2 separate regions of the Canis lupus genome follow, and region 1 is linked to region 2. Evidence: chromatin contacts called from public Hi-C data. All regions are on one chromosome and are shown on one strand. The core of a region is the stretch at or near the end of the contact, and the rest is flanking DNA. Distances in the headings are between cores, read along the strand shown. Region 1 overlaps GRAMD2B (GRAM domain-containing protein 2B). Region 2 overlaps GRAMD2B (GRAM domain-containing protein 2B).

Region 1 (3,514 bases), core at 791-3,290, 38 kb before region 2:
CACCACCATCTGACATGACATGCACCGCCTTCCCAAGTTACCTGGCTGGAAGACGAATACTTTTTCCTGTCCATCTTAGATTCATTTTTGCTCTCTGTTTTACAGTCATTCTTATCGCTTCCTAAAGAGGCACCTTCAAAACTGGATTTTGACCTGAGGAAAGAGAATCCAGGGAGTCTTGTAAGATGAAATTGTTATGCTACTCATTAATTGTATTGTAATAAGTCTGGAGTATTACAAGAAATACTGAAAACAGGTATACAGGTATACAAGAAAACCTGACACTCGTTTTTCTTTTCTCGACATCAGTGATCACTCATAAGACTCTAGGAGCATTGACACAATATGGTGTGTAGACTGGGATGGTTTCACCAGGCTGCAATCTCAAACTGCAAAAATGTGAACTTGTTTGTAGAAGGGAAAAATATCAACTGAATTATGAAGGTCATTTCCATCTCTAAAGTATTTGAAGCAGTAAAAGAGGAATAGTATAGGCAAATTATGAAACAAAACTATAGCCACAGTTCAATCAAAGAATATTTTTGTTTCAGAATTCTATTAATACTGAACATGTGTTGATAGAGTAGGGCATTGTATTAAAGGTTGTGAGGCACACACGACAGTCTTTGTCCTCAAGAAGCCTGTGAATTCATCAGACATCTTTTTTCAAAAGGCAGTACAAGACTTAGCACCAAATAGTACATGTGATAGGCATTAGGAGGTACAGAGACACTACACCCAACAGGAGGGAAGAGAAGAAGAGAGCAATAGCACAATGTGGGTTTAACACACTGGGCTTCAGAGCATGAGCAGGAGTTGGGTATGAGGAAAAGAGACAGAAAAGAGAAGTGAAATTGGCATAAAAATGAGGAACATGTTTGAAAGTCAAGTCTTCCTTTATTTTAGTAAGAGCAGAGGTCAGAGCTCCAGCATTTGTGTCTCAGGGGATTCTAGTCCTGGCTCTCTGTTTGAGTAGATGTGTGAATGTGCACATGTCTTCATCCCTACAGGCAAACAGAATCATTTCAAAGGGGAATGCACGTATGAATTTTAGAGGTCTATATCTGAACAAGTTTTAGGATACAATTACGTAGCTTTTTTTTTTTTTTTTAAGATTTTATTTTTAAGTAATCTCTATACCCAACATGGGGTTCAAACTCACAACCTTAAGGTCAAGAGTCACACACTCTACTGACTGAGCCAGCCAGGTGCCCCTGGGTACAATTATGTAGCTTTTTTGATTATTGGGGAAAATTGCACATGAAATCCATGATTCCACAATAATGATTCCTTATGAGGAGGCATAGTTAAGACTACTATTTGGTCAAAGCAGATTCAAAGATCTTGAGTAATTCAGGTGGTATGAGGCTATGACAGAGAGACAGAAATGACTCAAGTTAGACTTTAGACTCTGGTTCTCAGCTGTGAAAAGATGGGCTATCTTATGTTCCGGGCCCCTGCCAGCCCCAGTAGTTTGAGTCAACGATGCTCTAGCCACAGGTGAAGATTTGCATTTAGCTGCTGCCCACTGAACCTATTCACAGATATAAATTCCCTTTGAATTCTAGGGATTACTTTTTTTCTTTGAAATTACGAGTAGTCATTTGTACTCGAAAATAAAATTATTTTTACAAATGTCAAATTACCTACTATTTATACTAGCCACTAATCTGAATTAATCACCTCAACTGATTATATTAGTAAATGTTAAAGCAACTGCCAATGCAATGAGCTTTTGAAGGACTATAAGCCAATGCGACAAGTAGGGCAGCAGTACCATTGATGAATTCAAGAGGTGCCAACAGAATGGACTTGTCTGCAGAGTGCTGGAAGGGTTGCTTATTTACCTAGTACTGCTGTCTTCGTGTCTTCTGAACTGTGTTACTCTCTTTTCTTACAGGTGATTATGAGCAGGGCGGAAAGCCCAGAGCAAAATGAAAATGGCCTCTTATTCAAAAATTAGGAATTTCCAGACAGCGAGAGCAGAGCATTAAAGCAAGCGCTGGGCTCCTTGCAACTACACAGATGGCACGCCCACACCGTTTAACAAGCATGCTCTCATGATGACTGTACGATTCTCATCTGAAGTCTGGGGGAGGCGGAGTCAAACCCATTTTTTAAAGCACCCGCGGGAGCCAGTCAATAATGGTGAAAGATTCAAGAAACAACATGCTTTGCGTCTCTGCCCAGAGACTCATTTGGTGAGTGAGACAAGATGCTTGGACAGGAAACAGCTATAAAAAGAAGGGTTAAAAGTGAGATGTGTCAAGAAAGCCATGCAGAACCGATGACAAGAGACCTGGAAGCAACAGAAAAGAAAAATCTGGGGGAGAGAGAAGACTTACGCTTGGTCTTGAATGAAGTAAGGATTTGGAGAGAAGGAATGGGCTGGGTAGCCAGGAAGGAAGGGGAAAGGCAGGAGTTACTTAATTACCCATTAGCAGGGGCCAGAAGACCCAGAAGGTACAGTTCTGACAGTTTCAGTAACAGGGAAGAGGGTAGTCACTGCCACCGATCGGTACAGACCCCTGGCCACACTTCCCTGTAACTGACTGCTGGTATAACCATTCTCTTTTCAGGGGTAAAAAAGCAACCTGAAGTTCCTACATCTTCCTTCCAATGAAAGAAAGTATGTAACTGGGGTCTCTGAGTGTGCCAGGGACCGTGGCTCATCATCTCGAAACTACCTGTCCCCTCCCAGGCTCGTGACCAAACTGATGCTGGCTCCCGGCACCAGTCCCCAGGAAGCAGGCAGCTCCCCTCCTCCACGAGACATGTGCATCCCACCCAGGGATCCCAGGCAGGGTTCCCTTCTGCTTTTTCTTGGCTGCCAGGAAAGTGAGACAGCAGGTGTGCACACACAGAGGCGGGGCAGGTACTCCAGCCTGGGCGGGCCTCACCAGCACCCCGGCCAGCCTCTCCAGGTGCTTCATAAATCTATGCCAGACAGTAGGCTGTCCTGGCTTTATCAGGGAGCAAGATCAGCCCCTGAAGAAGGGGGCAGATGTTCTGCAGTAGGGCTAGGGCAGGAAAGAAGGAAATGCTGCCAGGAAGAGATGAGAAAGGCAGGCAAGCATCGGTGCCTGGATATCAAACACCCTACTTCTTTCTCAGGGGCTTATTTGCCTCCAGTAGATTCATACTCTTGACAGCCACCCCAAAACTAGAAACATGAGCTCCTCCCAGCAACCTGTCCTTCCCAAAGGCCCAAAAGAATAAAGTGTCAAGGCCAGGACTCACCGCAAGGAAAGGAGTCTCTTCTGGTCTGAGGACTCGGCCTCATTGGATGGGCTAGGGGACTGGGCTGTTGGCGACTTGCAGATCTTCTTTTTGTCCTCCACACCATTCTCAGCCTCGGAGCTGGAGAGGAGAGGAGAACGCTTGGCCTTAGTCATCCGGGGAAGGAGGTGGAAGGAAAAATGAGGAAAACCCCTTGCTTTCTGGAGAACGGAATGATGTTCAATCCCCATAGCAGGCTGAAGTCAACTTGGACAACTGTGCCCTTTCCAGATCT
Region 2 (3,561 bases), core at 518-3,017:
CACTATATGTTATGTAGTATATTTAAGTTGTTAGGATCAAATGAGGTGCTATTTTCCAATGAATTATAAAAACAATATAGTGATAATAAAAGTTCTCATGATGAATTAGTTTTTCACCACTGATGATATACAGCAACTCAATTCACAATACAGCCTTTATAGCAGTACACAGTAGGGGTTTCAAAATAATTTTTTTAAAGATTTTATTTATTTATTTATTCATGAGAAACAGAGAGAGAGAGAGAGAGAGAGAGAGAGAGAGAGGTAGAGACACAGGCAGAGGGAGAAGCAGGCTCCATGCCGGGAGCCTGATGTGGAACTCGTTCCCGGGACTCCAGGATCACATTCTAGGCCAAAGGCAGGCGCTCAACCACTGAGCCACCCAGGCGTCCCAAGGGGTTTCAAATAATCTGTAGGATCACAAGATCACTGTCTTCAGGTAATAATCCTTAATAATAAATGACACAAATTTTAGCATAATTGTAAGGTTCTTCCCAGTTTTCAACTCACTGCATAAGATGGAAGATATAATTTGAAAAACCCAGAAGATAACAAATATGGATATAATCATAAACCTGATATATATGGACTTAAGAGAATACCAATATTTATATACAGATCAGGATTTCCATGAGGGAAGAAAAGGAATATCAGTTACCCCTAGCAGCACCAGAGACTTCACCAACAGGATGCAGAAGACCATATGGAGAGAAGAGGAGAAACATCGGCCAGGACACAAGTGGAAGATCACACACATTAAGGCAAATAAGCATTTTTTCTTTCTTTTTTCAAAATAACTCAATATCCCTCCTGAGTTTTTCTAACTTTCTTCTCTCCCCATCTCCTTACTTCATTATCTCCACCATCTGCTCCACCTCTTCTTTCTTAAACACATCCCATCACTACTGTAACCTCCATCCAGTTGTTTACACAGTGGCACAGGTATTGCTACCTCATCTGATCAGAAGCCTGTCTAGAGTTCTTCATTTAAGAGAGGGAAATAGAAGAGATAAGAAAAGGAGTAGATAACTTGAGGATGGCTCAGTCAGAAATCAGACCCTCCACTTTACACCACTTTGCTAAGGTCCACATAAGAAAATTGTGTTCTCATGGGTTAATTCATCCTTCATTCCTAAAACCAAGGAGGCCACTTTATTGGTAGGAAACTATTTTGTAGGGAAGTTTGAGAAAACAGTGCTTTATGAGAACACCGTCTGCCATTCACTGAGCTCTCCTATGGTAGGCAGCCCAAGTACTGTATGATCACACTTAATCCTCACGTGGTCTTTCATTTCACCAAGTCCAACTTACTTAGACGCGTACTGGGAGGTGGATATGCTAAGACAAATCAAACCAAAAAACAACTTGATTCTGGCCTTACATGACAACAGCATAAGAACAAAACAAAAACCTTAGCAAGTGGTTACCTTTGAGAAAAGGAAATGTCACGTGGGAGACAGGAAGAAAGCTCTCCCTTTTCATTTTGTAAATAGCTTTCATTGTTTTATTTTTCTAACCTTATACACATACTGCTTTAAAACATGTCAACACAAATGGGGGAGATTATGGTCCAATTTTTAAATGTCTTCTTTGTATTATTCGTTCATAAAAAACAGAGATAAACGTTACATGCAAAATTTTAAGAGGCTGTAAAAAATGTACCTAAGTATGACATCCGGAGTTATCTTTGTTAACATTGTAACATCTGTTAACATCTTTGATAACGTCGCAATTTGGAGGCGTTTTCAATGTCCTAAGTATGAACGTCGCTTAGTCGGCAGTCAACAGATATTCATTATGTCACAGGTGTAAGCCACTGATCTACCTTTACAGTGCTTACAGTCTGTTTCCCTGCACTGTGAAGGCATTTTCTCTGAAATCTACATACACCACGGGCCCTCATGCATTGCTCGAAGAAACCTCAAATGGTATAGCGGCTTTGGAAAAAGTCTGCCAGTTCCTCCAAAAGGTAAACACAGAATTACAATATGACCCAGCAATTCCACCTGTAGGTATATACTCAAGAGAACACCATCTGTCTACACAAAGATTTGCATGCATATATGTATAGCATTATTCATCATAACCAACAAGTGGAGACAACCCAAATGCTCATGAACAAATTAAGAGAAAGACCAAAATGTGGTATATCCATATAGTGGAATACTATGCAGCAATAGAAAGGAACGAACTGCTGACCTATGTCACTTCACAGATGAACCTCAAAAATGTGATGTTGAGTGAAAGAAGCCAGATACAAGAAACCATATATTATATGATCCCATTTATATGAAATGCCCTGAAAAGGCAAATTTGTAGAAACAGAAAGTAGACAAGTGGTTACCTGGTGCTAGTTAGGAATGGGGATTAAATATAAATGGGCCTAAGGGAATCTTATTGTAAATTCAGTAAAATTACTGAATTGTAAATTACTGAATGGGTAAATTTTGATATGTAATACATATCTCAATAAACCTGTTAAAAATAATCTGCCTCTAGAGACATCATGTCCCATTCTAAATGGGACATGGAGTGACCAATGACAGCATATGAATTAGTTTCCCTTACCGAATGCAGTATAAGTTGGTTCTACTTCTCTTATGGGAGTAAATAATGAAATTTAGGTTGAGATAAAAACACCCATTTTCCTTTAAGGAGAAAGAACAGTCATTAGAGTGGTTGTGGAGGGGTCTCTCTCTAGAACCTCTGCTTTACACCACTGGAAAATGTGTGAGATGCCTAGAGCTGAGCATTTAAAGAATTAGAAAGATGGTGAGGGAGAGTTCTACTGGAGGAGAGCAAATGGAAAACCACGGGCAGTCCAAAGATGAGAAGCGGGCAGCCTGGGTGGCTCAGCGGTTTAGCCGCCTTCAGCCCCGGGAGTGATCCTGGAGACCCGGGATCGAGTCCCACATCGGGCTCCCTTCATGGAGCCTGCTTCTCCCTCTGCCTGTGTCTCTGCCTCTCTCTTCTTCTGTGTCTCTCATGAATAAATAAATAAAATCTTTAAAAAAAATAAATAAAGATGAGAAGCCACGAGATAAAAGTTCAGTGCCAGGAAGCAGGATATGAAAATAAATGGCTCATAGATAACAGTACTGGACAACAGATGGGATAACACCAAATCAGTAAGCAATACTTAAATAAGCTGGTAGGTCACTAGACAGTTATGAGAGGAGAGCCTCTTAGCATAAACTAAAAATCAAGGTTCCATGTTGGTTTCACGGAAATGCTCCAGTGCTATCCCGAGGGTCTTCAAGGTCCCGCTGATGTAACAGAGGCTCCCTGAATATAATACAGGGGCATGTGACTGTCAGAGTTAGGCCTGTTGAATCTGGACTAATTTAATGACCTTTTATGTCATCCTCCCACCTCTACCCCAAGCATGTCCCAGACTCAGCAGCGAAGACGAACAGTTATTGAGAGCTCACAATGTCAGACACCAGGTGAACTGAATTTCTTACCTTTCTCATTTAAACTTGAAAGCAAACATCTACAAAACAGCTGACTTAAGTATTCCCCTTTACAGATAATGAAAGGGAGATTTAGGGTGCTAAGTAA

Evidence for each region. Hi-C and Micro-C count contacts between places; a contact is called where the count stands out from the background.
Region 1: a contact with region 2 is called in a Hi-C map of blood, with 1.5 times the contacts expected there. The contact joins two enhancer-like sites. A contact is called at or near these places in 2 of 9 Hi-C or Micro-C datasets (amygdala and blood).

What each region holds. Positions count from the first base shown.
Region 1 is chr11:15,655,212-15,658,725 of UU_Cfam_GSD_1.0, reverse strand. It overlaps GRAMD2B (GRAM domain-containing protein 2B), which reads right to left. Exons shown (of 14, transcript XM_038552002.1): 2 at 3,241-3,360; 3 at 42-153. Among named protein-coding and RNA genes, the nearest start is that of GRAMD2B, 85 kb to the right of the region's middle. Within about 2 kb of position 2,040, at least 2 of the 20 cell types and tissues checked have an H3K27ac peak or open chromatin away from gene starts, as enhancers often do. A contact at or near this core is called in blood, where this site is marked.
Region 2 is chr11:15,617,192-15,620,752 of UU_Cfam_GSD_1.0, reverse strand. The region is part of intron 1 of GRAMD2B (GRAM domain-containing protein 2B); the gene reads right to left. Among named protein-coding and RNA genes, the nearest start is that of GRAMD2B, 47 kb to the right of the region's middle. Within about 2 kb of position 1,767, at least 1 of the 20 cell types and tissues checked has an H3K27ac peak or open chromatin away from gene starts, as enhancers often do. A contact at or near this core is called in blood, where this site is marked.